Regions from separate parts of the Sus scrofa genome. Here region 2 is linked to region 1. A link is a contact called in public Hi-C data. All regions are on one chromosome and are shown on one strand. The core of a region is the stretch at or near the end of the contact, and the rest is flanking DNA. Distances in the headings are between cores, read along the strand shown. Region 1 holds the start of USP13 (ubiquitin carboxyl-terminal hydrolase 13). Region 2 holds the start of FXR1 (fragile X mental retardation syndrome-related protein 1).

Evidence for each region. A called contact is a pair of places that touch in the nucleus more often than the background predicts.
Region 2: a Hi-C map of skeletal muscle shows a contact between it and region 1, with 7 times the contacts expected there. The contact joins the promoter of FXR1 here to the promoter of USP13 in region 1. A contact is called at or near these places in 2 of 5 promoter capture datasets (fetal liver and liver) and 1 of 47 Hi-C or Micro-C datasets (skeletal muscle).

Annotation. Positions count from the first base shown.
Region 1 is chr13:117,698,356-117,704,570 of Sscrofa11.1, forward strand. USP13 (ubiquitin carboxyl-terminal hydrolase 13) reads left to right here and starts at 1,725. Exons shown (of 21, transcript XM_021071212.1): 1 at 1,725-2,081. The coding sequence starts at 1,914.
Region 2 is chr13:118,835,397-118,841,980 of Sscrofa11.1, forward strand. FXR1 (fragile X mental retardation syndrome-related protein 1) reads left to right here and starts at 3,918. Exons shown (of 18, transcript XM_021071238.1): 1 at 3,918-3,971; 2 at 4,125-4,214. The coding sequence starts at 4,164.

The DNA of each region.
Region 1 (6,215 bases), core at 475-2,974:
TATGCATATTAAATTAAGGTTGGTATTATTAAATTTCCTTCCAATGAGGTTCACTGCTTTTATTCCCAACGACAATGAATATGAGGGCCTATTTCCCAAACGTGGTCCAACTCAATATATCTGTGTCAGTCTGAAGAATGAAAAAGGGTGTCTTGATTTAATCTGCATTTAATCTAAAAATATTTAAAATTTTAAGTTTTGAATGCTTCCGAATCAAGTTTTTCTCTGTTATTAGACAAACTTCATCCATGAAACTGAAACAGGCACAGATACTACTAGAGGGTGAGGGTAGCAATGGTGTTGAATTTTTTGCTTTTGTGTCTCTGCTTCTCCTATTCCATAGATAGCATTGTGAGTTACATAGACAGGTGATGTGCTTGACCCTTGCTTGAGGTATGGAAATTTAAAAGAGCGGGGCAAGAAAGGGCTCATCCATCTATCTCACATCAAATTCCAGGTATCATCCTTTCCTGATCGAACCCGCAGCCACAGCTGTAATCAGAGCCATAGCAGTGACACCTCCATATCCTTAACCCTCTGAGCCACGAGAAAACTCCCAGAAATCAGTGTTTTGATTCACTATTTCTCTGTTAACTGGCACTTATCACTGGTACTCTGTTCTTTAGGTTGGGTGTAGTTAGAGAACCTCAATGGAATTGAATCTTGTTTTAAGAATTTTTGGGAGAAAATGAGAACATGCTCTGTTTGCAGATTATTCACACCCCCCCCCACATAACCCCACTTATTTTTTATTTTGAGTAACTGGACTTGCAAGGCAGGGAAGATGTATGTCTGCACGTAAGATCCCAAATCAGTAAGTTGAATGATTGACACCAAATCTCGCGGAAGACGTCTGAAAGATAGAGAAAAATGTAAAATTTCCGTGCCCCCGAAAATAATCTTGACACTTCCTGCCCCATACGTTAATAACAATCAGTATTACTGATAAAACATACATCTGTCCTTACTGGATCCTATTTTATTCTCTTTTAGTGAGTTTTAGATGTTAAAAAAAGTGTGGAACAGGAGTTCCCGTCGTGGCGCAGTGGTTAACGAATCCGACTAGGAACCATGAGGTTGCGGGTTCGGTCCCTGCCCTTGCTCAGTGGGTTAACGATCCGGCGTTGCCGTGAGCTGTGGTGTAGGTTGCTGACGCGGCTCGGATCCCGCGTTGCTGTGGCTCTGGCGTAGGCCGGTGGCTACAGCTCCGATTCAGCCCCTAGCCTGGGAACCTCCATATGCCGCGGGAGCGGCCCAAGAAATAGCAACAACAACAACAAAAAAAGACAAAAAGACCAAAAAAAAAAAAAAAAAAAAAGTGTGGAACAAGCCTTAGTGAAATTAACACCGAAATGCAAATCACAAATTTAGATTTGGGCCCAACTTGGGTTCCCGATCTGCACCTCGAGTGCACTCGGGAGTAGTCCCCGCTGTTATCTTCGGCTGTTTTTAAAAGCTAGCGGTTTTTCAAACCTCAAACCCTGCTCTTTGTGTTGGCTGCCTCGGAGATGTCCCTTTGCAACCTAGCGATTTAGAATAGAAAACACTGCGGTTGTGCCTCAAGTCCGACTCACGACTCCCGAGTCTGCCCGCCGGGGCTCGCCCTCCACCCCCGCTCCTAGCGCGGCCACTGCTCGAGGCCCCTCTCCAGCGCCCCCTCCCCGCGCGCTGCGGCTGGCGCTCCCGAACGCCCCGCCTGACGCTGCAGCTGGGCCGGCGATTCGCCATTGGATTAAAAATAGCAGCGTCCCCTTGGCCAGCCCGCCCCAGGCCCCGGGTGCCCGCTCCCGCCCCGCGGCCCGCTCTCCCTGCCCGCCCCGGCTCGGCTCCCGTCGCCCGCGCAGCCCGCCGCAGCCGCGGGCAGACCCAACGCTCCAGCTCGGCTCAGCTCCGCTCCGGTGCGCGCCGCGGCCATGCAGCGCCGGGGCGCCCTATTCGGCATGCCGGGCGGCAGCAGCAGCAGGAAGATGGCTGCAGGAGACATCGGCGAGCTGCTGGTGCCCCACATGCCGACGATCCGCGTGCCCAGGTCCGGGGACCGAGTCTACAAGAACGAGTGCGCATTCTCCTACGACTCTCCCGTAAGTGAGGCTCGGCGGCGCCGGCGGCGCCTAGCGGGAGGGTGGCGGTGCAGGCGGCCTGGGGCAACAGCGAGCAGCCGAACTCTCCTGCACGTGAAGCTGGGGGGAGAAGATGCGCAGTGGCAGCCGGGGACCTCCTCCTCTGGGCGGCAGAGTTGGCCCAGAGGCACGGCGGTTCTGCAAACACTTAGTGTCTACTAGGTGCTGCGCACTGCATTCCCAAGGCTCCTCAGCCGAAGACTGGGCACCTGGGAAGGTTTGCTTCTCCAACCTTAGGCTGACAGGGCCCGGATTCGTAGCAGCCTGACCCAAGCCCCGCCGACGTTTGAAACGTAGATCGAATCGAAGAGTTCCCTGATCTTAAGTGTACGCTGCAGACGGTTTGCGTTCTCTTTGGTGGGAGAGCGAAGGGCTGGTAGGTGGACCGGACTGATTCCCTCTGAACGAATGCAGCCCTTCTTTTTCTGGGACCGTTTGCTTTGCCCAGGGATTCCCACTCCTGGACAATTATGATTTCCTCTCTGAGCGTTTCTCCCTCCACTTGAAATTTCTCCCCACTCCTTTTCTTTCCGTCAGAATGTCAGAAGACACCTTTGGGTGCTTCCACTTGGGCAGCAAAATAGGGGTCTGCTGCATTATTACGGTTTCCTTAAGCCTGTCCCCTTCCTCCTCTGAACGAATTAGTTTGACTGAAATGCACTAGTATAAATTATTAAAAGTTCAATCGCGAGTCGTGACCTCAGAGACTGGAGTGGGGAGTGAAGACGCATCACCGCCTTCCACCCAGGGCGGTTGGTGGTGTTTTTCACTAGGTTGCATGTGTATGTGTGAAAAGGAAAAGGAGGGTGAATGTCCCTTTCAGGAGTCAAAATGGGCATCAAAGTGACTCAGCTGTCTGGCGTTTATCATGTCTTTTTGAGGACCAGGTTATTTTTATCCACCCACTTTAGAGCTCATGTGTCACCCGGCAGATCTAAATGCAAACAGGAGGTGCATGGATTGGAAGGACTGAGACAGGTTTCACAACAATAGTCTAACACATTTTACTCATGTTTTGTATTGTTGGATGAAAAGAAAAAAACCCAATGGTGGCAAAATGTTCCAAAGTATTCATTATTATTTTGTGAGTTGATTTTGACTGATTTCACAGCTTTTTTGTTTTGTACACATTGGAGTCCCAGAGTTAGTATCCTCTCTGTGACATTTAATTTTTTTATGCCAATTCCAGATCATTTTGGGGATAAAAAATCTCACTTATTTGTTCTTCACTTTTTTTTTTCTTTCAAAAAAGTCTGTGTAGAGTGGAATAAAATGGTTAATTTCATTTAATAAAAACAAATTTAATATTTCACATATTGTGATCACACTGCTTAATGTGACTGTCAACAGAGTCTTTCAGTCCTGTTATCCACAAAGTATTTGAAAATGCCATTTTCAGATTTTATGTCCAATGTTGGGCAGGTTCCTACTAATAGCTTCTGACGGTGGAGAGGGATAACCCTAACAAACTTAAGCTATTGGTAGAATGTGAACTCCAGAAAGAAAGTGGATAAGGTACATTAGGATAGCACAACGTCTGAAGTGGGTAAGACTGCTTTTTTTCTATGTTTGATCTGGGTTACTCTTAAAATGCTTCTTACAAACTTTGTTATTGAAAGTCTTTTTCACTGTATATAGTGTATGGCAGGTAGGGAAAAAATCTGATTATTTTAATTTACTTCCACAAATAGTTATTGGGAGCTTACTGCATGCCAAACGTTCTAGAAGCATCTTGTCCAGTGTAAACTGATGATTTCATTCACAGTAGTTCCTTGGGGGAAAACTGGGCTTATTTACAAGGCTGATGAATCAGTGTATTTCTTTATCTGTGTTTCAAGGGAGGAAGAGAAAGGTTTTATAACAAGTTATATTAAAGCACAGTGCATGATAATTTGAGACCTTTCTCAATGGTACTTACCTAACACTTCATCATGAATCCCATAAGTGTTCTTGAGCACGTACTATGTGCCAACTCATACATGCATGGCTGTAAGAACAAAATCTATTGGTGACAAACACAGCAGAGACTTTAATCCATCAGTGCCATAGGACTGTGGTAGAGAAAAGGGCAAAGCCATTTGAGTGGAGAAAATAGTCATACTTGCCTTGAATACTTTTGAAAATGGTCATAGATAAAGATGGATAGAAATAAATAGAAGACCAGCATTTTATGCCAGGTAAATCACATGCACAAACACGTAAAGTGTGAATATTTTTTTTATTTGCTTGTGATGTATTTGGAAGAAAAAGACTGATTTCACAAGCAATGAGGTCAGAACCAAGTAGAGAGAAGATGGGGGACTTGAATACCTGCGTATAGGATCTTGATTTCATACAATCAGTTATGGAGAGCTACTGTGAGTAATGTGATTTGAAGTGGTGCTAGAGGAGTTACTTTCATGGCTCAGTGGTAAATGAAGCTGATTAGGATCCATGAGGATGTGGGTTTGATCTATAGCTTTGCTCAGTGGGGTAAGGATCCGGCATTGCCGTGAGCTGTGTTGTAGGTCGCAGATGCGGCTTGGATCCTGAGTTGCTGTGGCTGTGGCATAGGCTGGCAGCTGTAGCTCCGATTTGAGCCCTGGCCTGGGACCCTCCATATGCCTTGGGCGCGGCCCTAAAAAGCAAAAAATAAAATAAAATAAAATAAAATAAAGTGGTGCTAGAGCAAGACTGAATTGATACTTTTTTTTTTTCTTAACCACAGCTTACAGCAATGGCTTGACCCTTAACCCACTGAACGAGGCCAGGGCTCAAATTCGCATCCTCATGGATGCTAGTTGGGTTCATAACTGGCTGAGCCACAATGGTAATGCCCTCTTTTATCTATTTAATTGGTACTTTTAAAACATCTATTAGGCGCAAAGCTGTACCAAACATTAGGTAGGAGAGGATCTGGGCCACTCTGGTGCTATGTATGCCCCCTCCCCACCTTCTGAGTGTGGGGAGCATATCTTATGCCTGGTCTCAGCTGGGGTCACCCAAAGACCAAGGCAAGGGCTTTGGCACAGGCTGTTTTTGGAAAGGTATCCCGGGGACAGAAGTGGAAGGACAGTCAGGGGAATCATGACAGAGGGAAGGTAGGGAAGCCCATCCAGAGGTGAGTTATTGAGCCGATACCATGCTCCGCTGCCGGTGTTCAACTGGCCAGGAAGTCGGTGCATGCCAGCACCATCCACCTGGGACACTGGCTCCAGTGGCCTGCTTGTCAAGGGTGTTTCAAGGCTGAAACACTCTGACTCTTGCAGGTTTGTATTTGTGTGGGGGAGCCTGAGCAGGCTTGACGGCAGCCACATCTGCTAAGGCAGGCAGCTGCACCCACCTCAAAGGTGGCCTGAGAGTATGTGAGACCAGCATAAGCAGTGCCCCCTACATGTTTTCTTCCCTTCCAGCAGCTGCACAGTTTTGTAAAAAGGAGCTCTTCCCCCTCTTCTCTAAAGCGCTGAGATTTCTAGGTGATGTTGAGATATTGCTTAATGATGTTGGTTCTCCGCCTTCCTGGGAGTCTTTGCAAAACTCTGGTGGACAGAGTGGTAGTTGTTGGTTTGGATATCCATCAGGAAAGGCTTTGAGACCCTCTCCTTGTAGGAAAATTTCATATTAGACCCAGTACATTCTTCTGTGATGGTGTGATTTATAATCAGGAATATGTATTCTGTCTTCATCCCTATTTCTAGTACAGAGCTCCTAAAACTCTTGGATTTCCTAAGCGATAAGAGCCCTGAAGGTGTCTTTTGTTATTCTTAACAACATCCTTACCACCACACTTGAGTTTATGTTAGGGGATTTTGGAAAGCTCCTAAGGATGGGCTGGTTGCCAGGGGAACCAACCAAGGGATTAGAAGGTAGGAACTTTCAGCCTTCCCTCACCTCCTGGGAGGGGAGAGGAACTGATGATTGACATAATCAATAGTGGCCAATGATTTAGTTGTTCTTGCCTATCTAATGAAGACAACAAAAACCCCCCTGAGCTATAGAGTTTGGAGGGTGCTGGAAGGGCATGGGAACTCCACTCCCCTTTCCCCATGCCTTGCTTTGCATATCTCTTCTGATGGTTCATTGGTATCCTTTTAAGTAACTAATATATATTTTTTG
Region 2 (6,584 bases), core at 2,668-5,167, 1.1 Mb after region 1:
TTCTCTTAATAATACATGTGGAAGAGTTTTCCATATTTGCACATATGAATGTACTTCTTTTTTTGGCTGCCTCTTGGCATGTGGAGTTACATGGCCAGGGATAATACCCAAGTGGCTAGTGAGACCTATGCTGTTGTTGCAACAGCAACCCCAGATACTTAACCCATTCTACTGGGGTCTGATCAAACCTGCTTCCGAACCTGCATCTTGGCGCTCCGGAGATGCTGCTCACCCTGTCACAGCACAGTGGAAAATCCTGACTGTACTTACTTTCAAGGTTCCCAAACTTTCTTGCTTTATAGTATTCTTAGTATCTCAGTACTCAGTACCTTACCCAAATAAATACCCAACGATTCTGTTTATTAAGTGGTTAGATGTTAAACTTTATGAAGCATTTATGTTATAACAGTTTACTTATTTATATTTTTAGGGCCGTACCGTGGCATATGGAAGCTCCCAGGCTAGGGGTCAAATTGGAGCTACAGCTGCCTGAGAAAGCCACAGCCACAGCAACTTGAGATCCAAGCCCAGCCTGCGACCTACACCACAACTAATGGCAACGCTGGATCCCTGACCCACTGAGAGAGGCCACGGATACAACCCACATCCTTGTGGATACTAGTTGGATTCATTTCTGCTGTGCCACAAAGGGAACTCCATGTCATAACAATTTAATACACATGTGAAAATAAATGTCTAAACTAATAGAAAAAATATTTTAATTTCATTCTTAATCCAATTTCTTGCTAATGGGATGTGCTACCCATGGTCACTACACACCTTTCTTGGAATCACAGTGGACATTGCCTCATTTCCTATTCCAAATTGATTCTTGTTTTATTGTTACATTAATTGCTGAAAACCCATGCTTGCAGAGATGTGAAATCACCAATTGATGTAGCATGATATAATATTGAAACTGAACTACCTTGAGATAGCAGCGTGCACAATGTCCAACAGGTGTCAAGCATCACTGTGTTTACCTAAAAAATGTAAAATATCTTGAGGCACTTCTGTGAATTTACTGCCATGTCCTAGTGCCTGTTGCACTATCTGGGAACTCTGGCCCTCTCCCATTCCTTTTAATGAATGCATATTAATCCATTTTATGGGTAAACTTGTCTTAATTACTACTCTATTAAGGATTAACTTAGGCTCTTGCTGGCTTTTATTTCCTTTCCTCTTTCATTTGTTTTTTCCTTTATTGTGACTGTGAGTTCCTTCCATCCATGAAAATTCCTTATAAACAATCCTGTAAATTTATTGAGTGTATCTGTAGGATAAATTTGTGTAAATTGAATTGCTACCTTAAGTGGTATGATTAATTTAAATGTTGATACCTTTAAAAAAAATGTCTCCATAGAGGTTTAACCAATTTACATATTCGTGTATCAACATGGCCATTTTCCAAATTTTTTCTAACACTTGTTTCATGAAACTTTTAAACCTTTATCATTCAAGGAGATAAAAATTGTTATCTAAATGATGTTTTAATATGTATGTTTTTGTTGATAGTTTTAGCTGTGAGCATTTTTACTGTTTTAATTTATATTTAATTTTATGTCAACTGTTCATCTTCTTTGTCCATTTTTCTGTGGGATTATTTGTGCTTCCTTATGATTTGATTTGTAAGAGATCTTTATTTAGTAAGGAATTTAGTAATTTTTACTCATGGCTAACTTTTGATATTGTTTATGGTAATTTTTTTTCTTTGATTAGTTTTAGGTGTTTTTGGATTCAAATTTACAAGTCTTTCCCCATTGGTTTCTGGGCATTTTATTATGGCAGAAACAATTAAATAATAGTTTAAAATTTACCCATATTTACCTGTACTATTTTAATGATTATTTTTGCTGTTAAATCTTTGTTCCAACTAGAATTTATTTTGATATAAGTACTAAAGTAGGGATATGCATTTGTCAGATTTGTTGCTGTTTTTTTTGTTTGTTTGTTTTTTTTTTTTTTGATTTTGGTTGCCCCAAGGCATATGGAGTTCCTGGGCCAGGGATCAGATCCTAGTGGCAATGGAGACCTAAGCCTCAACTGCAGCATGCCATCCAATCCACTGTGCTTGGATAGGCATCCAACATGGGTCCCAGCGCTCCCAAGACAGAGCAGGAACTCCCATTTATCAGATTAATTAATGCTAACTGCTATTCTAAACAACCTAAAATCTTTGTGGCAAAACATTAATAAAAATTTTTCTCTCCCATACAGAGTCCAAACTAGAAAATGACAGACTTCTTTTGGATTTCAAATGGGCAATCCATATTCAGAGCCCATGCTCTTAACTCTTATTATTAATTATTCTTCAAGTGGGGATGTAATTTAGTCCTTTGTGCTTCAACTTTACATTAGGTAATGGCCTAGGGTGGAATGAGGCTCTCTGTGATTTGCAGAGTAATACCAGTATAGTTTCCTTCTTCGGTCATCCTGGGTTGCCTATATCTTAAGAAATAAATTAAGGTACACTACAATATAAGATAACTGAACTCAACAGTTTGGTTTAATGCAGTTTTCTTTTATATTAATTCTTATACTCAATGTCTGATAATGTATTGTGATAAATCAAAGATCCTATGGAACAAAAGCTGAAATATTTTATGACTCCTGAGTCTTTCATTAGCTATTTAAAATATGGCACAATCTGTTTTAAAAACTGTTGGTTGAAATATTAAATGTTATTTTAGACTTTCTAAATCTGTCTCGAGGAAGAAAAGCTATAGTTTCAATTTAGTCAAATTAAAATTATTTTCTTTTTTCTTGTCTTTTCAGGGTCACACCTGCGGCATATGGAGGTTCCCAGGCTAGGGGCTGAATTGGAGCTACAACTGCAGGCCTACACCACAGCCACAGCAATACAGGATCTGAGCTGGTCTGCAACCTACACCTGAGCTCACCACAATGCCTGGATCCTTAACCCACTGAGGCCAAGGATCAAACCCCAGTCCTTATGTACTAGTTGTATTCGTTTCCGCTGCGCCAGGAGGGAAAATTCCTAAAATTATTTAAAATGATTATAGCATACTTCCATATCAGATTTTATTAAGACAACTCCAACTAAATTTGGTGTCACAAAATTGATCAAAATCTTAGGTTCTTAGTGTTCCAGTAGCTTTCCCCAGAAAAGGCTAGGACTAGGCAAGTGGGCATTTCCTTTAAAGCAAAGCATTCTTTTCTAGAGTTTTTCTGTCAAAATGGTAATACAGTACATGGAAAAGAATAATTCTGGTATTATTTCCAAAGGCCTTGCTTTGGGAAAACGTTTCAGGATTAATAAGATAGGTACTCAAAGTATCTCCATAATATCACTTACTGTGTTGGTGTAGGTTCTGACAAAACAGTTAATTCGGGTTTGATCCTGTTTGTGGAAGTTCGCACGCGTTGCAGTAGGGGAAAATGTGGTGTCCGGCTTTGTCGAATTTTTTTGATTACTTCTAATAATGAGCATTACCTCCTAAACTCTGCTGCGGATTGTGAGCCCATCTAAGCTGAACTTTACTTAGTTTGACTTTTTAAACAACTAAAGTGCTAACAGGTGGGGAGAGGGCTGGCTCGAACAATGAATGTAAGGAGGTGTGGAACTGTGGAATTTGAGTCAGGAGACCACCGATTTCTTTTTTTTTTAAGAGCGAGACGAATTTAGACGACATAGTATGTACATTTTTAGGCTCCCTCGTCCTCTTAAAGTTTGTGGTAGTGGGCGTCTGGAAGCCCCTAGAGTTGCTCTCCAGGGCTACTAGCACTCAAGGAAGTTGCAGGGCAGGGTGTCCGAAGCCAACGGAATGCAAAAGCGTGGGGCTGGCGGCGCTCCAGAAGTTCACTTCTTGCGGCTGGAAGTACCGACGTCTGGGGCGGGCAAACTGCGGACACGGGGCGGGGACGTAGGGGCGGGTCAGCAAAGGCCAAGCGATTGTGTCGGGAGAAGGACGGGGCTTGGCGGCGGGCGGGCGGAGCCCCGGGCAAGTGATGTAAGAAACTGAGGGATCCCACTGGGAGAGTCTGGGCGGCGCGGTGAGACCCCAGGGGTGTGGGGCGGGGGATCCCAGTCCCCGCCCTGTTTTCCCCGCCCCTCCCCCTGCCTCCTTCACGCCCCGCCCTCCTCCTCCCCTCTGGTTGGAAAGTTTCTAGAATCTCTTCCCAGCGGCCTTTGCGGTTCCAACATGGCGGAGCTGACGGTGGAGGTTCGCGGCTCCAACGGGGCTTTCTACAAGGTACCAACCCTTCTGCCGCTTTGTCTGGTCTTCTGCGGCCTAGGGCAGGTTTGGGAGTGGGTTGGTGGTTCGGGAGAGTGAGGTGTGGGGTCGAAAAGTGCGGCTAGGCCAAAGCCCGAGGCCTCTGGGTTCGTCGCTTCTCCCCCCTCCACCCGCGGTTTAACGGTCTCGGGGGCCCGGGCTCCGTTATGTTTTGAAACAACACTTCGGACATCTCTTGCGTATTCCCACTTCTGAACCTTCTTCTTGGATGATAGTGCGGCCGTTGGCTGGCCGGTGAGGAGGAGCCGAGTGGCTGCAGGGCGGCAGGGAGTTCCCTGGGAGCAGGCCCGAGCGCCGGGAGGTGGGGGGGTCGTGAAAAGAGGTGGTGGGATTGTGTGGTCACAGCGGCTCCCCCGCCCCTCGGACTGGGCCGAGCGGAAGCGCCTCTGCCCGCTGCTCCGACCCTTCCCCACCCCCATGGGGGGCGCCTCGCGGAATCTCAGGAATTCACCTTTGTACTAGGGTTTTGGGCTAATAAACTTGAGTGTCTGAAGGGGGAGCGGGTACCGGGTTGAGAGTTAGGATCGAAGATAAAGCTAGAAAACCTTGAAATGTGGCGGGTAGGAATATTTTCTGCGGCCTGGGAAATTGGGCGGCGCCTTAGCTCCTTATAACGAAAGAAAAGGAGAGGGTTCTAGGCTTTAAGGTTTAAAACGTGAACTGTATCAAGGAGACAGGTGGGGAGGTGACTATCAGTTACTCAGTATATTTAGGAGGAGATACTGATTTTTGCGCCCCCCGCCCCACGAGGTTTTTGTTTGTTTTCATTGGAAGGAAGGCGATGCATTACTATGGGATCCGAGCTGGAAAACGGAAAAGAATTCGAGAGTAGAGGAATTTAGTAGGGGCTTATAGTGTAGGGGTCACATAACTGAAAATGAAATCTTTGCAGATTAGTTTTGCTGTTATAACGGTCCTTTCTCCCTATTCTCCCTTTCTTCTGAAGTGTGTTAGGGTGTTACAAGATCAATACAAAATCTCCCCAGCTGTTGTCTGTCAGTCAACCTCACTAAGCCAGCATCTCAAATGTTTGAGAGTCCTGGCTATTTTTATGAAGGGCCTTCTCCTAATACAGGAGTATTGTGAGTACGCAGAATGAATTCGTTTTAGCGTACCTTTGATCTCCCGCGGAGTTTGATTTTATTAGGTGGTCGTAATTTGCTATTTTCAGCCTTGTTTTTACTCTCCTAGTTTACTGATTAGCTGTGTGGAATTGGTTTAGCTGTCACGTGGTAACAGCATAGTGGGGAGTCAGAGTTGACGTCTAAAAGGATCTCCCTAGGCTTTTTACGAGTTTAAATCTCCTTACGTGGTTAACATAAAGTAAAAACGGTGACTGCTTGGTGGGGAAGAGTACTTTAATGCGTGACTAGTTATACCTTATCAGTATCTGTTTAAAACTTAGTATCAGACAAAAGGCCTACCTAAAAATTGGACACTTTAACTGCTGTTTTTAAACCTAATGGTTGCCTTCTCTGAGCAAGGCAGACACAGTTGTGTTGTGACACAGTGCACATAGAATGGGATTACCATACTTTTTTTGTCAGGTAGATAAGGTTCATTAGTTTTGCATCATTGTCTATTCAGTTTTTGTGTACAGTTCTTGTATAATGGAGGTATGAATTTTTTCCTGGCATATTGAAACAGAAAAGGGTTATTTGCCGTAACAAATTATGTTCAGCATGTGTAGATAGATGCAACACCATTTCTTTATAGCAAAGATGGTTATATTTATGTTGATCACTTGTTATGCATATGCTTTTTTTTATTTTAAAAGCTTCAATAAGATCATCAGTTTGAAAGTTTTAGTGAAGATTACCATCTTACTTTGGTTTCTCATAGGTTTTTTTTTTTTTTTTCTATTTTTTCTGTTTTTGTCAGTTCACAAATCAAATATCCCCATTTTGGAACTCTAAAGTATTTGTTGTTGATACCTGTCCATACTGTGCAATTCTGTTTGATTCTTAGGTTTTGATTCCATTACCCGTTTTTGCCTAACAAAGTAAGATGTTTCGTTGGCAGAGGTTAGGAAAGACCACAGTTGTGTCTATTGAGAGAGCACTTGGATGTTTGGAATTTTGTTTTGCCATAATCCATCTATACATGCACTATGTGAAAACTGTGGTCTTCAGAGCTCTGGGAGAGTGAAGATGGTGAAGTGGAAGGAGCTGTGCATTTAAATTTAAACAAATAGGAATTCTAGGTTTCTACTTCAGTTTAATCTTATTTAGCAATGTACTGCTGAACAGTCTCCTCGGGCCTATTTTCTTTTTGTGAAATGAGGGGTTTGAAGTAATTCAGTAGTCTGCAATATTTTTTATCCCTTGA